Regions from separate parts of the Mus musculus genome. Here all the other regions are linked to region 1. The links are chromatin contacts, called in public Hi-C, HiCAR-type, HiChIP or PLAC-seq and promoter capture Hi-C maps. All regions are on one chromosome and are shown on one strand. The core of a region is the stretch at or near the end of the contact, and the rest is flanking DNA. Distances in the headings are between cores, read along the strand shown. Region 1 holds the start of Tbx18 (T-box18). Region 2 holds the start of Snap91 (synaptosomal-associated protein 91). Region 3 holds the start of Snhg5 (small nucleolar RNA host gene 5). Region 4 holds the start of Cyb5r4 (cytochrome b5 reductase 4). Region 5 holds the start of Mrap2 (melanocortin 2 receptor accessory protein 2).

What was found. Promoter capture Hi-C pulls out the DNA fragments that hold promoters and counts their contacts. Hi-C and Micro-C count contacts between places; a contact is called where the count stands out from the background. HiCAR-type assays count read pairs that join an accessible place to other places. HiChIP or PLAC-seq counts read pairs in DNA pulled down with a chosen protein or histone mark.
Region 2: a Hi-C map of embryonic stem cells shows a contact between it and region 1, with 2.5 times the contacts expected there. The contact joins the promoter of Snap91 here to the promoter of Tbx18 in region 1. A contact is called at or near these places in 4 of 39 promoter capture datasets (cranial neural crest and embryonic stem cells), 9 of 484 Hi-C or Micro-C datasets (all in embryonic stem cells) and 1 of 115 datasets of contacts at active chromatin or transcription factors (embryonic stem cells).
Region 3: a contact with region 1 is called in a HiCAR-type map of astrocytes, with 3 times the contacts expected there. The contact joins the promoter of Snhg5 here to the promoter of Tbx18 in region 1. A contact is called at or near these places in 6 of 39 promoter capture datasets (the 3T3-L1 cell line, cranial neural crest, embryonic stem cells and 2 more), 7 of 484 Hi-C or Micro-C datasets (adipose-derived mesenchymal stem cells, cardiomyocytes, embryonic stem cells and 1 more) and 12 of 115 datasets of contacts at active chromatin or transcription factors (the NIH/3T3 cell line, astrocytes, craniofacial prominence and 6 more).
Region 4: a promoter capture Hi-C map of second pharyngeal arch cranial neural crest shows a contact between it and region 1, with 4 times the contacts expected there. The contact joins the promoter of Cyb5r4 here to the promoter of Tbx18 in region 1. A contact is called at or near these places in 6 of 39 promoter capture datasets (cranial neural crest, embryonic stem cells, frontonasal cranial neural crest and 3 more), 16 of 484 Hi-C or Micro-C datasets (Sertoli cells, cardiomyocytes, cranial neural crest and 6 more) and 8 of 115 datasets of contacts at active chromatin or transcription factors (craniofacial prominence, embryonic limb bud, embryonic stem cells and 2 more).
Region 5: a contact with region 1 is called in an H3K4me3 HiChIP or PLAC-seq map of embryonic stem cells, with 11 read pairs. The contact joins the promoter of Mrap2 here to the promoter of Tbx18 in region 1. A contact is called at or near these places in 2 of 39 promoter capture datasets (cranial neural crest and embryonic stem cells) and 2 of 115 datasets of contacts at active chromatin or transcription factors (both in embryonic stem cells).

The regions. Positions count from the first base shown.
Region 1 is chr9:87,729,981-87,732,529 of GRCm38.p6, forward strand. It overlaps Tbx18 (T-box18), which reads right to left and starts at 1,280. Exons shown (of 8, transcript NM_023814.4): 1 at 555-1,280. The coding sequence starts at 864.
Region 2 is chr9:86,879,167-86,881,715 of GRCm38.p6, forward strand. It overlaps Snap91 (synaptosomal-associated protein 91), which reads right to left and starts at 1,283. Exons shown (of 30, transcript NM_013669.2): 1 at 1,095-1,283; 2 at 256-415. The coding sequence starts at 385.
Region 3 is chr9:88,521,622-88,524,170 of GRCm38.p6, forward strand. Snhg5 (small nucleolar RNA host gene 5) reads right to left here and starts at 1,276. Exons shown (of 5, transcript NR_040721.1): 1 at 863-1,276; 2 at 686-760; 3 at 297-354; 4 at 29-95. LOC115487267 (a small nucleolar RNA gene) reads right to left here and starts at 247; the gene lies at 176-247.
Region 4 is chr9:87,020,751-87,023,299 of GRCm38.p6, forward strand. Cyb5r4 (cytochrome b5 reductase 4) reads left to right here and starts at 1,279. Exons shown (of 16, transcript NM_024195.2): 1 at 1,279-1,503. The coding sequence starts at 1,429.
Region 5 is chr9:87,143,037-87,145,585 of GRCm38.p6, forward strand. Mrap2 (melanocortin 2 receptor accessory protein 2) reads left to right here and starts at 1,270. Exons shown (of 5, transcript NM_001177731.1): 1 at 1,270-1,361; 2 at 1,495-1,639.

The sequences.
Region 1 (2,549 bases), core at 30-2,529:
CTGGGCCTCGCGCGAGGCACTTTCTGAGAACTTCCCCAAACCCCGCTCCAGGCAATCCTCCGGGCTGCTGGCTCTCCGGGCCCCGCAGCACAGCGGATAGAAGAGAGCTAAAAGCCCGCCCCGAGGCGCCCTGGGCTCCGGAGGAGTAGCGCTCCGCGTTCAGAAGGGCAGAGAGTGTGGGCGAGCTCGCCGCCGCCTCCCCGGTTGGCGCACCCAACTTCTGGGCGTCCGAGCCCTTTTCCGCGCTTTTAGCCCGCGCCCTCCCGCACGCGCCCCGGGGGCCCCTAAAACTTAGAGAAGTGAAAAGCAGCGGCAGCCCTGGGCTCGAACCCTCCCGGCGCAGAGGCGAGGACGGCGGCAGCCCGCCGAGCCGGGCAGAGAGCCGCGGATGGACGGTGTGCGGGGCCGACGGCTCAACGCCTGCCCCCGGGGCTCGGCGGCGGAGGCCCGGGAGGAGCGGGCGCTAGCGCTGCCTCACCGAAGCTCAGGTTCGCGGGAGCCGGGCGGAGACGCACCGGGAAGCCGCTGGGGCAGGAAGGGATCGATCGACTCACCCGCCGCTCCGCGGGAGCCACAGCTCCGCTCCGCGTCCGCGCAGCTCCGCGCTGGCCCGGACGCCGCCCCGGCTGCCGGCGGCGGGGCAGCCGCTTCTTCGTCGGCCTCCGAGCAGCCGTGCTCCCCCGCGCCTCCGCTACGGCTGCAGCCTGCGTCTTCCACCGCCCCCGCCGCCTCTTCCGTGGCCAGCTTTCTCCGCTTCTTTTGAAGCTGTTGCTGCTTCTCGGCGCCGATCAGTGCCTCCACAGAGAAGGCGTGCGCCTTGAGGCTTAGCATGCTGCACGGTGAGCCCCTCCGCTTCTCCGCCATCCCCGCCTCCCCGAGCCCGCTCGCCCCTCTCTCATATACTCGCGGCTGGGGCGCACGCACGCGCTCGCCCTCCTGGCCCCCCACCAAACGCTCCGCAGCTCCCGATGCCTCCCGAGATCTGTCCCCTTCCTAGCTGCGGGCAAAAACAAATTTGCCGTTTCCTCTTTCTCTGGCGTTGGGATCCGAGGAAGCAGGAACGCGGCCGCCAAGTTTCCTTCCCTCTGTCTCTCCCTCGAGTTCAATGATGCACTTCTTGACTCCCAAACCCTCCACCTCCTCCTGCTGCTCCAAGATCTGCCTCGACTGATGAGCCCGAGAGGACTAACACGGGGAAAAAAAAAACACTCTGCGGACACAAATTAGGGATTGTAATTGAAATTTGTTGCCTTGATCTGTCAGCACTTCAAGGCAGGAGAGCGGTGGGAAGAACTTGCTCATTAGTGTCAATAAAGCGGCGGGGGAGGGTCCTATGGAGCTGTCCATCACCGAAACGGTTTACCAATCAGGAGAATCTAACTCCGCTCAGCCCGCGCCCACTTCCTTACAAGGTCGGAAAATCTCAGACCGAAAAGCGCCGCCATCTGGCTCGTCTCTGCCAGTCTCTAGAAAGCTGAACCCTCTTTTGCTGACACCCGCCAACCCAGTCGCTTCTCAGGCTTTTCTTATCAGGACCAGGAAAGGCTGAGCCTCAGGGTTTAACCGAGAAAAGAGATCCGTAACTAGTAGTATAGAGGATCTTTCAAGGACCCTTAAATCTCCGGTCTCTCATCCCTGTCCATGGGGCTAAGAAGTACATTTGGAGGAGGCAGGAACTTACAGCCAACAGTTTGTTGTTTCTCACTTAAACATTCCTGCATCTATTGATGCCCACTGTATGGAGAGAATGACCACGGGCTTGAATCTTACTCCGAAGATTTTTTTCTTACGTGAGATGAGTTTACGCATATTTGATATTTTTTAGATTTAAAAATTAATCATTGTAATATCTCTCAGACCTTCATATAACCGATTCAGGAAAGGTGTCTCCTTTTATTTAGGACTAATTATTTTAAAACGTAGGTCCTGGGATTTTAATTCTGTTTGTCTTTAATGATATAGGTTTAACTTCAAAACTTCACAAAGTAAACCATGTTTTATGAATTTCTGTATGTTTTTTGAAAGTTCTGTATGTTAAAAGTAGCTTCGTATTCATATTGGTTTTTTTTTTTAATCGGCGTGTTTCTTTAAAATAAATTCAAAAGAAAGCAGAACTCTAGAATTGAACGATCGCAAACATGTATGTGCAGTTCTGTTGTTTAAACTCAACATTTTCTTAGGATTAACAGGATGTGGGTTTGATGGGGATAATAAAAAAAATCACTTGTAGAATAAAATTCACTATGTGCACAAATCTTTAGTATAAAATAGGCCAGGGACGATTCGTTTTGTTTCATTTTGCTTTGCCTCCTTTATTCGATGTTCATTTAAACACTGCAGTCCTAGCTTTCTTCTGGCTTCTCCTCGGCATTCAGGAAAATGGCCTCTGAAAGTACCATCAACCCCGGAAGGAGGGTTTTGTTTTTAAATCATAGATAGAGAAACCTGCAGTTCCTTCAGGACTGGAGTGCTGGGAAGAAATTGAACCAAGCAGCGAGTGCCTAGAGGCGCCTGCAAGGCCTGGGCCAGAAAGGACTTGGTAATATCTT
Region 2 (2,549 bases), core at 33-2,532, 850 kb before region 1:
GTGTGTGTGTGTGTTCCCTCCTCTAGGCTCTTGGAGGTCATCAGAAGAAAAAAACGGCTCGATAGACAAGGTTTCAGGGCCTATTCAAGGGGACACCTCCAAGGCCAGAGGCAGGAGCTCAGGATCTCAGGATCGACTCGATGGTGAGCCAGTTCCCAAGGCTTCTGGCAGTATTACAGACTGCCAAGGCCATGCCGCCGGCCTTTGAGCCCCTATGGTCACGCGCATGTCCCGCTTATATAAAAGGATGCTTACAGTCCAGGTGCTTCTTCTTGGGGCCCATCACCTCATGAGTGGTGGCTTTGCAGACTGCTCTTGCTACAGCAGAGCCAGTCACGCTGTACTGAGCGGCGGCGATCCGATCCGTGAGCGTTTGGCCCGACATCTTCACCGGCCGCGTCTACCGCCTCCTCTTCTGCAGGAAATAAGAGGAGATGGTCCGGCTTTCACCCGCACCGCCTTAGCTGGAGCGCCCGGCCTTGCCTGCTCCCTCCGCTCGGCGGTTCTCTCCTCCGCCGACCCCGCCCTGGCACCGCCTCTTGGGACCAGCGGCGCGCCAAGCCCAGTTGGTCCATCGAGGTCCAGGGCTGTCAGCCACCCGCAGGGTAGTCCTTGCATCGTGCCACGGTCCCGCTTTCCCACACCCTGAAGCGGTCACCACATCCCGGCTTCGCCCCCTGTCAAGCAGCACTGTCCGCGCAACCCTTTTCGGTGGTGCGAGACCCGGTGCGCGTCGGGGTTACCCCGGACGCCGCGCCCAGAAGCGCGCACCTTTCGCTGCCCCGAGCCGCAACGTGTCTCCCACAGCACCGCAGGGCCGCGGCCACCTCCTTTCTGTCCTGGGGCTGCGGCGGCAGCAACGACTCCTCTTCCCTCGCCCTCCATCCCTATAGTCGGGCCGCCCTGAGCCGCGATGCGCCTCACCCTTCTCCAGTCGGATCTCAGAGGGCGGACAGCCCAGGCCCCGCCCGGCCGCTAAAGCGCCACCGAGCTGTCACCCGGCCGCCTCTGCCCTTCTCCGCGCCCTAGGATTATCCCTCGAATCCCCGGGTCCTGGAGCAGGGGAGGGGACCCGTGCGGCCCAGCGTACTCACCCCGCCCCAGGAGCACCGCAGCCCGGACGCCGCGCGAGGTAGCTGAGTGCAGACACGCACCGCCCTGGTGTCCCCGGGCCGCGATGCCTGTAGCCCCGGCCCGGCCCCTGTCTCAGCTCCGCGGTCCCCGCGGTCCCCACCCGCCGCCGCCTCCGCCAGCGCCGCCGCGTCTCTCTAGCGCTCGGCGCAGCGTCCCCATCCCCGCCCCCACCTCAGCTGGAGCGCCTGCGACGAGTCAGGTGACGGCAGCCGACGAACCCGGGCCAGTCCTCTGCAGAACGCCAGCGGCCCCCTCCCTGTCGCTCCTGCTCGCCGCCCCCCTCGGAGCCGCGGCTTTAAACGGGAGGAGGGCCGCACGCGAGCATCCCTGGCGGGCGACGGCGGAGGAGGGGGTGGGACCGGAGGGGCGCCGCGGCTCTATGGCTTGCGTTCTTGCGCGCGCCCTGCGTCCCCGCGCGCACCCGCTGCGTCCCCGGGCGGACCTGGTGCGCGCGCGCCGCGCATACCTGCCGGGCAACTGCAGGATGCTCGGGGATCGCCGCGGGCGTGGGCCTGGGGAGAGGGAGGGCTGTGAAGGCCGAGGCAAGGGCGGCAGCGTGCGCTGCCAACAGAGCCCAGCCCCTTCTCCTAAGAAGCGTGCCTGTGACTAGCTGGCCTGTCCTCGGCAGTAGAGGCCCAGATGGGCAGGGCGATTTGAAATGTCAGATTCTGTGGCCACGCGACCGTTACCTGTGCACCCTCAGCTCCTTGAGGCTGCTCCACTAGTCTCAGTTACAACGGGGAGCCGAGTGGGCAGGTAATTCGAGCCGCTTTAGCCTTAAAGCAATACTGAGGTATGCGGTATAGACAAGTAGCAAAGCAATTAGCTGAATGCCAGATTACACTCGTCTTGTAATCATTTGCACCCTTAAACTGTAATTTTTGCCATTTAAATATGTCGGAACGTCTTATATTATTTGAATGTCGAGTGTTATTTGCATGGGATTGGAGTCGGTTAATAATTTCATGAGTTGACATTTGTAAAGGTCATTGTCTTAACTATTCTTTTAAATTCCCACGGTTAAGATCAGAAGTTCCCTTAGGTACTTCCCTGACATATTTTCTGGCTTTACACAGGTGACCTCTGTTCAGTCCCCCAAGGTCATATACGCCTACTTACACACATCAAGGTTCTGCCTTGTAGTTTTTCTCTTGGTCCGGTGTTCAATACCCAATCATAACTTCCTAACAGCTGGGGCTGATCCCAGCAGCAGCAATTAGAAACCTTGTTGACTAAAGAAAGAAAGATCAAGACCACCACCAAAAAGTTATGTACGTATTACTATATGACCCCCGCAGTCCTGCACAGTATTTACCCAATTGGGGGGGGGGGGAACCAGACACACACATTTTTCTCTTTAAACTTTCACTCAAAATTAGTAGCAGCTTATATAATGGCCCCACACTGGAGGAAAA
Region 3 (2,549 bases), core at 26-2,525, 790 kb after region 1:
GCAGAAAACAAAACAGAGCACCACTCACATGCACTCCTGCTGCAGGATCTTCACAGGCGGACTGGCATCTCTCGCAAGTTCTTGTGTCACTGGCCCTAAAATATAAAAACAAAAACACAGGCATTACGTCATTGCCAACATTAAAGAAGAACACAATAGTCCTTTGCAATGGTCCATCTCAGAAGCCAGATCCGTAATTATGGTTTTTCAACAGGAATTCAGGTTCGGGATAGGATCATCATAGACTAGACCAACGACAGTAAGCTCAGCAGAAAACAAAACAGAGCACCACTCACATGCACTTCTGCTGTAGGATCTTCACACGCAGGCTGGCATCTCACTGGTCAGCATTCACTACAGAAAGAGGTACCATGACATGCTATGAGTAAGAACTGCATTAACAAGACTACCACTTAAACACAATGGTCTTCTCTCAGAAGCTGCATTTATCTTCAGGTCATCATCTTCGGGATGTATTTCATCACTGTTCTGACCCGGTATGTCTCACAACTGTTTGTACAATCAATTTGTACACCATGCATTCACAACAGTCACTCCAAATTGCAAAGGCCAGAGTAGTTTGGCCAGGACTACTTCACAATACATTTCCAGGAACCCGGATTCTTACTTCACAACGGTATGTTTGCATGCTTACAAGGGAAAAAATCTAGGCTTCAATACACACCCTTTAAAACGGTCATGTTTTAAGCATGTTTCTTTCATTTATCAATTCTCTCAGATGCTTTGGGCTCCCCTCCATCTAATATAATGAAAAATCAAAAAACAAAATTTAAGCATCACACATCACTTCCTATTGCACTATAACAATATTCTTAAAATATAGAAGCTGCATCGCCTTTACCTTGGTTTCTTCTTGTAGCTGCTTTGAAGACGCGAAGAACAATGGCGCCATTGTCCTTGTGAACGTGCATATAATAGGATGTCTCTTTCGGTGACTCTAGTACCTTCGGAACAGCACAAAAGGCTGCAAACCCTGCTGTAAAAACCTACCCACGCGGGGACTCAGGAACTAGAACGCATGCGGCCTTCAGTCAGGCCGCTTAGTACGAATCTCACTGGGGCCCAGACTCCAATCCCGAAATATCATTAGCTGCTGCGCACTTCTCCGAGGAAGTTTACACCAGTACCCTAAGTTCAAGTCTCAGAAGCCTCCAAATCCTCGTTGCACCCCTATATTTCACTTGGTCATCCGACTGTAACTCACTCACCGACAAGACAAAGAATATCTTAGGCTCCGTCGTAAAAGAACGAGCCCGGTTCACCGCAGCTCCTTTTATAGTCTCCTTTGTGCGAGATCGAGGCTGCCCCTCCCTCTGTCACTGATTGGACGCGAGAGTACGTGGGGGCGTGGCTTTTCATGAAGCAACGCGTGGGAGCGCGCGCCTTGGACCTCTTTTTTTTTTTACAGGCCATTCCGGGGCGTGGTGCGCGCCGCCCGCCCGCCGCCGCGTGCATCTCCGTTGCTGCGCGCGCTCCCGCTGGCTCGCCGCCACCGGTCTCTTCCGAGTCTGGCGGGGTGGCTCAGCTCGACGTGGCGTGGGAGTGGCGCCAGAATTCAAACGAACTGCCGCAGTTGGAGGCGAGGTCACCGCCTGCTTCGAGCCTAGTCGACACGGACGGTCGGCGGCAGGGAGTGGCCTTGACTTCGCCGCGCAGGCAGCTTTGAGCGCCGCTGGTGGAGAAGCTTGGTTGCTACGGTGGCCAGCGCTGCGCTTGTGTATTCAGCGGGGCAGCCGAAGGGACCTGGGAGGACAGAATTACGCGGGTGAAAACCGAAAAGCTCTCCGTTTATCCTTCCTGCATTCTGGGGGTGCCGCTGGTCTGCAGACAGCCATGCTGTCCAGTGCAGGCTTATCCAACGCCTGCTTGGGCGCTCAACCAGGTCCAACACCAGATTCCCCCGCCCCCCCAAGTCTCCCACTCCGGGAAACAGACACTAGTGACAGTTATACTGTCAGAATGCTGAGAAGTTAAACATTCCGTTTCACAGAGGAGAAAGCAAGTCAAAAGCCGCCAGTTGGCCTAAGGTCACATAGCTATCCTTTGCTATTTTTTAAGTTTCTCCCTTCTAAATTATCTGCAGAAAAAAACTTAAGACTTCAAAGGTCAAATATATAATTCAAAGTAATTTAAATGTATGGATACACACATTTGGATATTTTAGCACTTGGAAGCTCGGGTCTTTATTTTGTAGCATTTTTTACTAATTATGTGTGCATTTGCTGTCAGTTTACATTAACAGTTATCCTCTGATCACCATACTTATAGACTGTGGCATGCATGCCCTCACACACATCATGCACACATGTGATAGTAATGGTAATAAGTGAATAAAAGCCGTTTGGGTAAGAACATCACATAAGGTTTGCCATAGAAAGAAGGTAGGGAATAGAATCACATGGTAAAAGCTTGTCACAGCATCTGGTTAAGGACTGTGCCTCTGGGCTACATTTCAAGCCTGTGGTCTTAATTTGGTTCTTTTTAAATCTATGTGCCCAGGTACACACATGCATGCAGAGGCTGAAGGG
Region 4 (2,549 bases), core at 29-2,528, 710 kb before region 1:
ATAATCACCTGCTCAGCAGTTCAGGTGCAAACAAACATATTTTATTAATCTATAATCTGAGCTACTTGTGAGGATGAGGCAGGAGAACTGCAAGTTCAATGCTTGTCTGACAATATACCAAAAATATTTTCCTGCAGTATTCCAGAATAAAAATGGGTAGAGGTGGAGATGAGAGGTAATTAGCTAGCTAAGAAATGTCCCGTGCTTGAATGACTAAGCATATCCACAGACTCTCTCATAATATTAAACCACATTATCACAACTTTGACTCCCAGGGACTCTGGAAACTACATAGCTGGAGTAAATGATGTGTCCAGAATCAGAAAAAATTAGAACCCCACAGAGAATGGGATGGGTTATTTAGAACTACTCTTTGGGAAAATGTTCTCTTTCTATTGGATTCCACCCTGTGGATCTGTGTATTTTCCTAGCAAAAAGAAAAAGCCAATGTATCACTAACATGGACCCACAGTGTTAGGAATTTCTCTTGTTAACAAATCAGGATAGTATAAGGTGGCCTGTCTTTTGTTACATGCCTATTAATATATACAGTATATGGTTTAGATATAGCCATTTATTTCTTACAGAAACCCAAGCCTATACAGACAAAATGTTCCTTTAATAAAAAGTAGCGTGCATAGGCCATTAAATACAAGGATGACACCAAAACCAAATCACTCTATTTAGGAGTGAGCTACTTGTAGATTTCAGGGAAAGTGAAGAGTTATGGGAGGAGGAAGAATGTGTGAGTGTATGGATAGAGAAGGTCTTCTGGAAACGTCGTCTGGAAACGTCTTTTACTCGTTTTCCAGACTGGTTCCCCAAACGTGACGTTTCTTAACCCACAGCAGAGGCTGCTTGAGTTCGGCTTCTTAGCTCATGAAACTGTGAAGTCCTCTTTCCTAGAGCTTAGTATTTTACAGGAGAGAACTATTCAGCAGTCTGAACGTTTTGATAGTGTTGTTTTCTTTCATATTTCAATTGTTGTTTATCAAGAGACAGGCACTGGTCTTCTTGTTCTACCAGAAATAACCCTCGGCCTCTATCAGCACCAGGGCTGGGGAACAGCTTCACTCTCTGATCTTTCAGCAGAAAGCTGTCATTTCCTTGTGGTGCTGAAGTTTAGGACCAAAGAGTAACTGAGCATGCGCTGCCCTGCCCCCAACCCCCGCACAGCCACCCCTTCCCAAGCCGGGCGACCGGGCTCACAGAGTGAGTGAGCCTTTCCTCTGACTCCGCCCCCGCCCCGCCTCTCGTGAGCGTGATTGCGTCACGACGCGCCTGACCCCTGGCGACCCCGGAAGTGGGTCGGGGGCTTGGCCTCGGCCGGGCCAAGGAGCCCGCACGGACGGTGGTGGGCGCTGGGGTCCCACCAGGGCAGCCTGTCCGGTGGCGGAGCCCGGATGCGGCCCGAGCCGGGGGCCCAGGATGCTGAACGTCCCTTCCCAGGCTTTCCCGGCCCCCGGCTCCCAGCAGCGCGTCTCCTCCCAGGGGCGCAGCAAGGTAAGTGGCGACGCCGTTCGTTCGACTACTAACTCAAACGCCCTAAGTGTGTTTGAGCTGCTGAAGTTGGCCGCGGTAAGTCCACTCGGCACCCCGCTTCCGGCATGGTTGCATTTCTGTCTCAAGCTGTCCTCTCCAGTCTTTTGTTCTTTACGGTCAAAGATCCAGGCTGAGCAGTGGCGGTGGCTAGGGATGATTGGAGTCTGCAAACCTGCCGTCAGATTTAGTGCCACCTCTTCAAGTCGCACTCCTCTGTGTATACGGTAGCCAGTGGTTCCAGCACTGCCTCATCTGTAGACACCCCTGGTTGATTTTGAATCTGGTACCATGCTCTTGTCTATTTGTTGAATATGGTTACTGTCAGCAGCAGGTGGAAATACAGATATATAGTTGCAAAATTCAGTACAAATTGTGTAGTGTATTCATTGCAAGGCGAATGCTCTTATGTTATTTTGCTAGTTCCTTATTCTGTAACCACATCTTGGTATTTTCTTTTGAGACTTCTGTCTTCTTGGGCTACTCGATTCCTTTCTCGAGTTTTATTTTATATGACTTTGAGACTTTCCATTCTTCTCCACTTAGATCTGAGGTTTTGCCCTTAGATCAGAAAAGGAATTGAGGTTTTCATTTATTTTTCAGAAATGTCTGTCCCCAGCTTTAATCATACATAGCACTAAGATGTTTTGTGGGCTCACTGATGGCCATGTGTATCTGGAGTCCTTTTCCTTTGCCCATTGAATCTTCACAGTTACCCTGAAGCTAGGGACGTTTACTATCTTCATTCTTGGTAAAAAGAAATAGGTTGATGAAAGTCTGCTATCAGTCACGTAAGCTTGTGATTATGACATTTCCTTCATTGCTGTGTGTGCGCCTCTGCTCACCAGCCATCAACTGGGTATCTTGCTCTCTCTTTAAGCTAAGTGCTTGGCTCCATAGTCTAAGGTTGCCCTTTGTAGAATGAGAACGTCAGTAACTGACTTTCTTCATTAAAATGGCTATGTTCTCAGCATTCATTTAAAGGAGAAAACTTCTAGGCAAAGACAGCA
Region 5 (2,549 bases), core at 20-2,519, 590 kb before region 1:
CGCCAAGGCCAAGAAGTGGGAGTGGGTGGGTGGGGGAGTGGGTGGGGGAGTGTGTGTGGGACTTTTGGGATAGCATTGGAAATGTAAATGAAATAAATACCCAATAAAAAAAGAGAAAAAACAAAACAAAACAAAAATAGTGAAACTACTTAAAAAAAACTATGAATCAGCTTTCTCAGATATCATTTCCAGGAATCCTTTTCTGGCAGGGCCTTCCCATGCAGTTCTCTCAGCATCCCTCTCAGTTTCCCGCTTGGGTTTCTTTCTGTAGCTGTCCTGGAACTCTTTCTGTGGACCAGACTAGCCTCGAATTCAAAGAGTGCTGGAATTAAAGGTATTGCACCATTGCTGCTCAGTTTATGTTTTCTTATTTATAAAACCAATATGGCCGTGGATCTTCTCATGTGGCACACACACACACACACACACACACACACACACACACTAAGGGACATCTCAGAGACTGGCTCTAAGGCATTGTTCTTTCCCCATACACAAGCCTGGTTGTTCTCTCACCTCCGTGTTACAGAGTAACTCTAACTCTGAACCCCCCACTCCCACCCCCACCCCCACCCCACTCCCGCTCCCCAACTGCCCTATTTTCTTTTTGTATTTTTGCCCACACTTTACTCAAATAGCCCTAGTTGTATTTATTGGCAATGTTTATTGTCTGTCTCTTTACTAGATACATCCTTTGGAAAGCTGGTGTTTGGCACCGGATACAGATTGAATGAACAAACAGATGCAGAACTTCGTCTGTCTGTCAGGGAGCATGGCTGTTAACTTGAAGCCTGCTCCCAGCCCCCTGCTAACTCTTTGGGGTCAGTCTGAAGGGTGTTTGATGCCCCTTGGCATCTGTACCTATAGTATGGAGGAGGCACCCAAAATCCAAGATAGTAATTGAAGCAGTGCATTCTGTAGAACTCTAGCCTCGCTGAACTTGAACGCAAGGCTGAGAATAACTGGCCTCTCTGTTCATGTGGCCCCATTTCATCTTGATCAGCTCATGAGAGCTTGTACCCAAAGCTGACCTTAAGACACCCACTACAGAGCCGGAGAGGATAAAGTGTCCCTGGACATCTTTTCTTTCCTTTGCTCGTTGCAGGTTCTTACACACACTGGGTGGTGGTGGTTCATGTGGATCCCTAAGGTTGGGAAGGCGGCTCAGGAGCTCAGCTACAGCCTCTGTGCCCAGTGCCGCCTCCGCCGCTAGGTCGCGAGCGCGCGTCTCCACCGCACCGCGGCGCAGGGAGCGACTTGCACAGCTCTGTTCACTGGCGGCGGCGGCACGGCGGCGGTGAGGCTCGAGCACCGGAGGAGCTGAACCGTGTAAAGCCTGCGGTAACCCAGGACAGGACGGGGTGAGGGGCTAGCCTGGGGTCCGGGTGCCTTTCAGTCTGCATGCGTGTTGGGATTGGAGTGGGTGAAGATGAGAAGGGTGGGAAAGAGTTATATCGGGGTTCAGACCTAGAATAGCTTGCTGGTCTTTTGAAGGACTCCTAAGTTCGAAGCCTGCTTTGCTGCTGAGATCACCCCTTGCGGCCCAAGGAGTCAGGAAATCCTGCATATAGCTCCGCGGGCTGAGCTGAGCATCCAGGGGGCGCAGGGCACCACGACCCAGCCACACCCTCTGCCGCAGGTGAGAAACTTTCCCGCCGCCGCCAGGGTCTGGGGAACCTGCACCTTCAGACCAAGGGTGTGGTCCCCCGGCCCCAGGATGCGCGCCCCCTGCAGTGTGTCTGTTTCTCAGGATTAACCTGCGTAGATAGGTTTGTTCAGATTGGAGAGCCAGCGGGTGGTGGGTCACCTTACCCGTGAGGCTGCAGTTGCAAGTCCCTGCTGCGTCCTTCTCTGCCCCGTTCTGTGTACTGAACCGGGGAAGGCCTTCTGAGAGCAAGTGCGACAGAAAACTGTTCTGATGGATGCTTCGGTTCCCACAGCGCTTTAGATGACATGGAGCCCCGGATATTGTACTCGATTTAACCTGTCAACGATGAAGCAATCGGGCATGTTTTGAGAGCAAAAGAAGCTTGGAAGAAGGTGTCCCTGGCGATCCAGGGAAGAGAGAGAAAGGAACTGTCACACATAAATTAATCCTTAAGGAACTGTCCCCTCCCCCAAGTAAGTAGTAGTATTTCCAGCACACAGGTGAAAAAAGATGAGAGAGCTAAGTATATATTTTTTAACCCGACTCCACAAGCTAACCGTGGGGGCGGAGAGAGATCTGAAAACTAACGCTGCGATTCCAGGCAGGGAGCACAGCAGCATAAACAGGTACCAGAAAACGGCCCCGGGATGCGAGGATCCATCCAATCAGACCGGCTCTGATGTTAATAGCATGGTGGCAGTACTGACCTGACGGGGTAAGGGGGTGGGGCGAGGATAACTAGCTCCTTCCGGAAGGCAGAGTACTTGGAGAATACTTGGAGAGGTCTTGAAGTCCGAAAGGAGCAGTTTGAAGCCTGAGTAGCTAGCACCCTGGAACAGTGAAAGCGTTTTAGAGTCACCTCGCACAGGTGTGAGGGAGGGGAATAGAGCCAGGAGACTTT